3 separate regions of the Zea mays genome follow, and all the other regions are linked to region 3. A link is a contact called in public Hi-C data. All regions are on one chromosome and are shown on one strand. Each heading gives the region's core, a stretch centred on a gene start, on an enhancer-like site or on the middle of the called end of the contact. The rest is flanking DNA. Distances are from core to core; before and after follow the strand shown.

The links. A called contact is a pair of places that touch in the nucleus more often than the background predicts.
Region 1: a contact with region 3 is called in a Hi-C map of ear, with 2.3 times the contacts expected there. The contact joins the promoter of LOC103644237 here to the promoter of LOC103644232 in region 3. A contact is called at or near these places in 3 of 25 Hi-C or Micro-C datasets (bundle sheath, ear and leaf).
Region 2: a contact with region 3 is called in a Hi-C map of leaf, with 5 times the contacts expected there. The contact joins the promoter of LOC100277603 here to the promoter of LOC103644232 in region 3. A contact is called at or near these places in 4 of 25 Hi-C or Micro-C datasets (ear, endosperm and leaf).

The regions. Positions count from the first base shown.
Region 1 is chr1:298,803,995-298,807,108 of Zm-B73-REFERENCE-NAM-5.0, forward strand. It overlaps LOC103644237 (mitochondrial Rho GTPase 1), which reads right to left and starts at 1,713. Exons shown (of 14, transcript XM_008667436.3): 1 at 1,343-1,713; 2 at 1,101-1,233; 3 at 847-993; 4 at 466-642; 5 at 102-353. The coding sequence starts at 1,566. LOC103644236 (a long non-coding RNA gene) reads left to right here and starts at 1,817. Exons shown (of 3, transcript XR_561549.4): 1 at 1,817-2,474; 2 at 2,607-3,114.
Region 2 is chr1:298,732,372-298,735,309 of Zm-B73-REFERENCE-NAM-5.0, forward strand. LOC100277603 reads right to left here and starts at 1,341. Exons shown (of 1, transcript NM_001151116.2): 1 at 3-1,341. The coding sequence starts at 1,116. The coding sequence ends at 241.
Region 3 is chr1:298,560,594-298,563,728 of Zm-B73-REFERENCE-NAM-5.0, forward strand. LOC103644232 (protein GLE1) reads right to left here and starts at 1,256. Exons shown (of 15, transcript XM_035964423.1): 1 at 767-1,256; 2 at 513-659; 3 at 278-436. The coding sequence starts at 768.

The DNA.
Region 1 (3,114 bases), core at 463-2,962, 240 kb after region 3:
ATGATAGATATCCAAATGAATAGAATGAGATAGGACAAAAGACATAGATAAATAAGTAACATTGACATTGAAAGATTTGTATCAATCATAAAAAAACATACTTGATCAGGAGCTCTTTTAATTGGCATTGCAATGAGATCATCCCTAAGCTTGATGTCATTGTCGTAACCAAATTTCCTCAATACAGTCCAAGTAGTTTCCAAACGACCTTTTTCAATAAAGAGGGCATGCAGAAAAAGGAACCCAGTCAAGGTAAGGCCGCTTTCATTTACGCCTTCAGGCATCTTCTCCTGAACAACTCTCTTAACTCCTGAAATTTCAGTAGGCTGGAGTGGAGCATTAAAGCATCGGACCTGTAAAGCAGCAAGAAGAACCTCACATCACTAGAAACAATAGAGTATATTATTAAGTAGTTATGTTGTATACTGCTAGATGGAAAGCATGGTAGCCTTCATGAACACAAACCTGGAATTCATTGAGCTCCACATCACTGAGAGCACCATCCTTGTCATTATCACATATAATAAATATCCGCTTCAACGCTCTCACACATCGAGGCTTCAGAGCTTGTAACTCTTGATCGAAGAGCGGAGCAGTTGGGTGAAGTACTGCCTTCTGGGCATAATAGAAGACCTCAGGCACCTGCCAAAAAAATAAGTCAGCGCCAATAGTTCAATCAGAATTCCAGATGCCGGGAATTTTAATACACTAGTCACACACTATCCATGTTTGGAGCACTACAAGCAAGCCTTATTCTAATGTGTCTGACAAATGTTCAGATAACACAAAGGTAAGTATGAGACATTTAGGGGGTACAAATAGCCAATCAAGTATAAGAGGGGGGACCTGGATCTGCCGAAGAGCGGAGCACTCAATGCATGTCTCAATCTCGCGGAAGGACTGCATGATGGGCGCCATAACCTGTTCAAGGCTAACCTGCTGTTCGTCCCTCAGGTCCAGCTTGCACCCCACCACGATAACTGGAGCCTTCAACTGTATCACATAAACCAGACAAGAGAAATCACAATGGGCCAACCCTAGAGACACTCAAACGCAAGCGATCTAGACCTACGCCACACTGCATCGAATCGCGGCATTACCTGAAGTCGCCGGAGCTCGGGAAGCCAGAACGAACTGAGCCGCTCCAGTGTGGCGGGCCGGTCGCAGGCGTAGGTGAGCACGACCGCATCGGCTGCCTGGCACTCGGCGATCAACTTCGGCTTCTGCTCCGGGCTGCAATCAAAGGGACGCGCAAAATCAACTCAACCCCAGGTATTCATCCATCCCGTCAAGATCTAACGAATCCGAGATGCGCGGTAGGAGGGGGACGCGGTCGGAATACCTGGACGACGTGTCGATGATAGTGATGGGGACGCGATCGGGGAAGTAGTCGGCGGGGAGGCGGGTGGGGGGCATGACGCGTGGTACGTTCTCGGGGAACTGCTCGGTGGCGAGGGCGACGATGAGGCTGGACTTGCCGGTGCCGGGGTCGCCGATCACGACGACCCGCACGCTCGACTTGCCCGCCAGATTAGCGGCCGCCGCCAGGGACGTCGCACCCGCCATGCCGCGCACCTCCTCTCTCTCTCTCTCTCCTCGCGTCTTCTCCCTCCCTGCTTGGCTTAGGGTTTTGCGGGATTTGGGTGTGATATTGGCTTGATCGGGACAACTCGTTTCATAAGGATTTTTTAAAAAAATGACTCACAATAATTTTGAGGAAGATAAAGAGACACGAGGTGTGTTTGGTTTGGCTTTGGTTTTGCCTCGTAAAAATCAAAAGTCAAACTAAAGGACTGGATTCATAAAGCAGCTTTCTAAATGCTGACTTTCTCGCAGTGCAAAACTGAAAACATCACTGGACTTGCTTTTAGTGCCTTTCGAATAGAAATGTTAAAAAATATATCGAAGAACTTTTAACGGCTTTTAGTGGTTTCTACCAAATGATTTTTAGTTTTTTAACAGTTCACAGGCCACAACAGTTTTTTTCATAGCTCACAGCCCACAGCACCTTTTTTCACATCCACAGCCCAACCAAACAGACCCAACTCTAACTCTGATTCTAAGTGAGGATTCAGAGAAGCTGTGCTAAACGGAAATTTTTTTACTGATTCTCATGTAGCAGAAAGATTGGAAGTCGTTTTTGTGAAAGAAAAGTGGGATAAAAAAACATGCTTCATCGTCTCTTAAAACAGCTCCTCAACCAACCAAATATAGACCTTCCCTTAAAGATTGACCAAAATTACTCGTAAATGCCATTGAAAAAAATCATCACGATCCCCTCTCGTACCCCCACGGCGTCCGGCCTCTGTTTCACGACCCCTTGCCTACAGGTAGCGGCGGCTAGGGTTCTGTCGTTCTCCAGCAAATCTGCCGCCCTCCAGCCACCGTGCCGCCCTCCAGCCACTTTTTCGCCCTCTAGCCATCAACCTCAGGGAGTCAGCCAGTGTCGGCGCCATCCTCAACACCCGCCAGTGGTGTGTCTTCGTCTATGTACTGCAATTCCCTCCGCCAGTCTCCAAGCTAGCTTCCTACCAAGTGCAATCTGTCACTATATTTGGATAGACAGTTCTGTTAATTTTTGCTACATTATTGCTATGTTACTGCAGTTGCGATGGAAGCAAACAGAACAGGCTCATGCACTAGCACCATGCACAAGAGGTGGTTTGTTCATATGTCTGTAACAATAGTAGCGTACGTGCGAGTAGAGAACCCAATGCTCACTCGTCATCCATGAATGCATATGCATCACAACAGCTGTACATATTTGTTTTAGGTTTTAATTTTTTTTACAGCATGCATATTTGTTTGAGGTTTAATTTTTTTATAGCATTATGGGTGATAGTGCTGATCAGAATGAAGAGAACACAGCCCTAGTATATGAATTGTTCGCCGAACAAGCGAAGGCGCATAATCGTTATGGCACCCACTTGAATAAAATAGGGTACAAAAATGTGATGGACAAATTCAAAGAAAATACCAGGTTGTCCTATACCAAAATGCAGTTCAAGAACAAATGGGACAATATGAGGATTGAGTACACAAACTGGAAAAGATTATCGAGATAAACCGGGTTAGGATGGGACACCGCTAAAAACATGGAGTGCGACGAATGAA
Region 2 (2,938 bases), core at 91-2,590, 170 kb after region 3:
CATTCCTTATTAAAGGATGATGATCCGATTGCAGCTACAAATTATTCCTTCTTACTCCATACAGGCCTACCAATCATCCTAATCTCCCAGACATCAGCAGTAACAGATCGATGGAATGGAACGCTACATTGGTGTTGAAGACAGATGAAAGAATGAAATCTCTATAGCAGCAAAGCACAGAAACGAACCAATCCACTTCCACACAATGCAGCACCACCGATCCATGGATGAATACCACCATCACTTGCCCTTCTCCTTCTCCTTCTCCTGCGCCGTCTCTTCCTCCACCTCCTGCTTGCCGTTGGCGTCGTCCATGTCCTTGAGGAGCTTGAGCTTGTCGTTTTCCTTGTCCTTGTCGGCCCTCAGCTCCTCGGCCTCCTTGAGCCAGAGGTCGGCGAACTCGCAGTCCCTGTAGCGCTCGAACCACGGCCCGCCGGAGGTGTAGTGGATGGCCCTGGGGCGCGTGGCCGGGTCGGCCGGGTCGACCCGGTTGTGGCCCACGAGGAAGTTCCAGGCGAAGGGCACCTCCCCGATCTCGTCGTCGTCGAGCCAGGCGAAGCGGTGGAGGAAGGCACCCGTCTGGGTGCTGACGGCCTCCGGAGTGAGCGCGGCCACGTTCTTGGGGTGGCCGCAGTTGTAGAGCACCATGGAGGACCAGTTCTTGCGCGGGTACACCGTCTGGATGGCGCCGTCCATCTTGGTGGCCTCGGCGGGCTGGTACTCGTGCTTCACGCAGGCGACGGCAATGCGGCCGGCGCCGGCCGCGCGGTCGGCGGCGGCCGCGGCGGCGAGGAGGTCGGCCAGGTCCGCCAGGTAGAGGAAGTCGCAGTCGACGAAGAGCGCCCAGCCGCGGTACCCCGCCAGGTACGGGGTGAGGAAGCGCGTGAAGGAGAACTCGGTGCTCTCCGTGGGGCCGCGCGCCCGGGTGTACAGCCCCGCGGCGCGCAGCTCCGCCTGCCGGATCGGGCGCACGTCAAGCGGGATCGATGAGCGCCGGAGCAGGCTGCGGCGGCACACCTCGTACGCCTCGTGCTCCCGCGGGTCGTACCCCACGAACACGCGGAACGGCTCCCCCGCCGGTGGCAGCAGCGGCGTTGGATGCGGCGGCGCCGGCATGGCTGGACGTGTTGGGGGTGGATCTGGTCGGCGGTCGAATGGAACGGGGCGCTGGGAGGGACGGGACGAGGAGGCAGGGAGAGCCCGGGTCGGCGTCCCCCGCTTTAATGGCCGGGGCACGGGAGGTGGGGTCCAGGCTAAAGATGGCGAGGAGCGTGCGTGAGGAGGGGGGGAATGGGGATTCCTCCTCGCCGCCGGGCGGCCGGGCTGGTTTTCGGTGGAAAAGGCGTCCAGCCGTCGTCCACCGCGGTCCAAATCCACGCCCACATGGGTATGGGCCAATGACGCGTGGACCTAGAAGGTGTCGGGTACTCGGGTCCAACCCCCTGGACCCAGGAGCCAGCGGGAGCGGACGTAATCCAGCTGCGGCGATGTCGGTGCTGGGAGCGGCGGGCGCCGTTGGGGGAGGTTCGGGACCGGCGACAGATGGAGCGCTTGCGCTTCGCACGTGGCGGGTCGCAGACCGCCGCGTGGCAGTTCGCGGGAGGCGAGCCTGCGCCGCGGATTTGCTGGTGGACCTTGCACCGCTGCACGCCTGCACGGGTATCGGGGTACGTGCCTATGCACTCGGTCGGGTATGCTGTCGTCGGACGGTTCGTCGCTGGCTCGCTGCCGCTGGAATTCATCGCAGCTCGACCATTTTTGTCCAGCACGTAAAAGAAAAAAACAGCAACGGAGCAGCCGGATTGGATCGATGGTGCCCAATGGATTTCGTTTTTAATGTTGTACTCGCACCGGTGTGCATTAAATATCCAACGGCCAATCACGGTCTATAAAAATATTTATAAACTTATAGGGCATCCACAATAGTTGTATAAAATAGCTACCTATGCAGAGACGAGAAAAAAAAAATAGTAATTTATCTCACCACTAGTCATTGGTCCCACACATAATACACTCAGTTTCTTGTATTACTTGAAATCTTCTATCTATTTGCTCGTCACTAGCTATTCTCGTTTTCCCCATATTTTCTATACACGTAGGAAAGAGAGTGAATCTAGCTAGTGAAATAGCTAGCCATTGGAGACTGTTGGGGACTTTACTCAAATATTATTAATTAAGAACAAGGCAACACAAGATATTAAATGTTAATGCCCTTCGTCCTTCGAAACATTATTTCTCTTTAGGATATAATGATCTTCAGACGAAGGTTATGAAGGGCATACCTTCATCACAGCAGAGTATAATAATAAAAGAAGAAGCATATGAAATATAAGAGATGACATAAACAATCATATAACGTTGTTAATTCATTCTTATTATATTACCATGAAAAGGTAGAAACAATATTGAATTAACAACAGTACCTTTGGCTTGACAGAAGACAAAAAGTACAATTGTGGCGTAAAAGCAAAAGTCAATCAGCGTGAACAGTACGGGGTACTGTTCATCTATTTATAGGCACATGACTCAGCCTATGAGAGATTACAATTATGCCCTTTACATTTGCTATTGACTTATAGAAAAATCTACGAGGACTGAACAACATTTTCCCTTTTAAGTCGGTTCCCTTTTCTGTGATTTAGCCGAAACTCCCTTTCGCACAGCTTCGAGGCGACGACAACCTTCGTCACGATCAAGCTCCTCATCGTGTCTGCTTTTACCATGAATCCGAAGATACCTGTCCATAAATCATACTTGGGAAATATTGTTAAATTACGTTTTTGAGGACCTTCGAAGGACGAAGGCCCCCAACAGTAGCCCCTCGCAATATTAATTTGTTAGAATAACGAATTCAGATTGCGACATGGACGAAGGTCCTAAGCCGAAGGTCCGAAAAACACATTCCCTTTGCTAGAATAGCAACAGTCAATGACAAACG
Region 3 (3,135 bases), core at 6-2,505:
CGCGCGGACCGTCCGGCCCCAGGGCGCGGACCGTCCGGCCGTCAGGCAGGGAACCCAAGCCTCTGTTCCAGGTCGCGGACCGTCCGGCCCCTGGCCGCGGACCGTCCGCGCCTCTACAGAGGGCACCGCCGCCGGTTCGTGTTGAGTGATTGGTGCCCCCCAAAAGGCACCAACACTTACAATTATCCCTCCCGCTACAGGTAGTTAATCCAGAAACCATGACACAAATTCTATGGAAACAGCAATTACATGTACCCAGTTGTAGATCAAAATTCACCTTGATTGGAGATCGTTACACGAGAACCTTGCTCCTTTAGCCATGAGAGCCCGGGACTTCCCAGCACTTGTACCATCGTCTTCATCTTCTAAGTCGTCTTCGTCGTAGCCATCAACCCGCATCACAAATGCCTTCTCCCTCGTACCGACGCCGTTAACCCTAAATTGACCAAACAAAACTAATTCAACCTCATGGGACGGCAAATCACTAGAGCCAGACACAAGCGAGAGATTACCAATGGGGCGGCTGCTTCAGGGGCGTGGGCGGCGCAGCGCGGCGGGTGGCGTCTAGCGCGTCGAGCTCGGCGAGCACGTCGCCGAGCGTCCAGCTCGGGCGCGGGTCCAGGTCCCTGGGGCAACGCAGCTCCACACGCTCGAAGCCCCTGCGGCGGGAGGCAAAACCGAGAGGGGGGAACAGGAAACACGTCAGTCACAACGAACACCAACGGAAGGGAGAAGGCAAGCTGATGAGACGGCAGAGTGGGATTACATCGCGGCCGTCCCCGTCGCCGCGGCCCGATCGCAGGGAGGTGACCCTAGGTGGCCAGGGCTCCGGCCTTGGTGCGCCTCGCGTGAGATGCACGCTTTGACACAGGCCGGAACCTAAACAGCGCAGGAGCGGAGCAGGTTGCCGGGTGCGCTTTTCAAATCGATCTTATTAACTGAAAGGAACCCCCCGATGGATTGAAGCTGAAGCAGGCAAGTAGGCGAAGTAGCGCGCCGTGATCAGATCATCGGCGAAACCAGCAAATGAAAACGTGTAGGTGTAGCAAATTCGTAGCGACGGCGGGACAGGGACGGTGGCGTCACCTATGCGATGGCCGGCGGCCGCGGCGTCGCTTGAATCGAAAGGGGTGATATGAATCGACGGCGAGGGGATCGGCGGTGCCGCACCGCAGAGGGAGAGCGAGAGGGAGAGCTTGCCCGCTGGCCGCTAGAACTAGAAGCGGGGGGCTTGAGGTTTTTTGACGTTTGAGCCCGAAGGAAGGAGCGTGTGGGGATGGCCGAATGGGCCGGCGGATAGCTGGGCTAGCCATGGGAAGGGAGGCTGGGCCTCGACCCTCTTGTGTGAATTTTCAAGCTAATTGGCAAACTGGACGGTTCCTGCTAAAAGCAGTAGCTAATTGAATTTAAGCCTTTTTGACATGGTTTTCAGAAACTATTGCTAAAAAATGAATAATTCTTCTCACGGCGAAGCATCCTTGTTTCAACTTCTTTTCGCACAGGTATTTTTTTTTTGCATATGGAGTCAGATCATAGTCCATTTGAGCCGATGTTGGCGTCCATGACAAAGAAAAAGGATCTAGACGACATCTTTAATGAGGTGTTTGAATGCACTAGAGTTAATTGTTAGTTGACTAAAAAGTTACTGGTGAAATTAGTTAACTAATAAATAGCTAGCTAACTATTAACTATTTTATTAAGAATAACTAATAGCTGAACTATTAGCTAGAGTGTTTGGATGTCTCCGACTAATTTTAGCCGCTAACAGTTAGCTCTAGTGCAATTAAACACCTCCTAAGACCATTCACCATTCTCAATAGATATAGTTTATCGTAATGTTTCCAAGATTGCCTTATTAATATTTAGCTATATAAAGTTTCATCCCTTAAAGCTTTCTCATATCTCTCTTTATTAAATTACATGACATATTATCCTATTTATTTATCTGGCATGCCATTTAATAAGAATAAATCAGTCACTAAGAACGGTCTAAAGTTTAGATACCTAAACATTAAAATTGAAGACTATAGACCCAAATAAAACAATCATACAAATACAGAGTCTAGGGCCCTATCTAACGACCAATGTTAAAACTGAGTAAAAAAATTATATTGCAATTATCATTGTCGCACTCGCCTTCTTGACGAGCGTCCTAACACTCGACAAAGTCTGCCGAATGTTACACTCGGCAAATATTTTATCAGCAAAAGATTTTTTTACCCAATATTTTTCTTGTGCACTCGGCAAAGAATCTCTATACCTAACGTTAGAAAAAAGCACTTAGCAAAGAAGCCGAGTATCGAAAAACACTCGGCAAAGAAGTGTTCCCGAGTGTGTGCTTTTTACACTAAGCAAAAACTTCTTTGCTGATGTCAAAAAAAAAACACTCATCAATCACTTGGCACTCGATAAAGAGCCGAATTCTGATAGTGTACGTACTAAATCAAGTTATAGTTCATGTTGCACATATGTCAAAAAAACACTCATCAATCACTTGGCACTCATCAATCACTTGCCCAAGCTCGTTCGAGAGTGCAAGGAGGCAGGTGCCCCGAGCCCCTGATAAATGGAGCTAGTGACTATGCTATAGTGTTGATGAGGGGAGAAGGGAAGGGGGGAAAAGAAGAAAATAAAAAAACATGTCACGTGATGTTCACTAAAAAAGAACCACAAAGTCACACGTATTGGTGCTTATTTGAATAACGTTTACCTCTGGCTCTCACGAATGAGTCGTACAAAACGAACTAGTAAGAGTTTAAAACTGGTTTTCAATGAAAAACCATTTCAAAAGAACTACAACTTTCAAAACGTATTCAACTCTCGCATATGGAATGTAGGGATCTTAAGACCGTCTTCAACATATTCGTAAAGGAGTCACAACCCTATATAGAGAGATAATCTGATGTGTACCTTGTACCCATACTAGGGGCACCCTAAGTCCCTAAGATAGACCCAAGAACTCACTAAAGATAAGATACATGCCAACAAAACATGGCCTTCAACCATACAAAAACATGGTCACCACATGAGTCACGACCTCTCGTCCTTCTACGATCTCCTGGAAACATCCTCCTACGATAGATCCTTCTTGGACCAAGAGAACACCTCAGGTAGTCTCTCCACGCTTGCTTCATG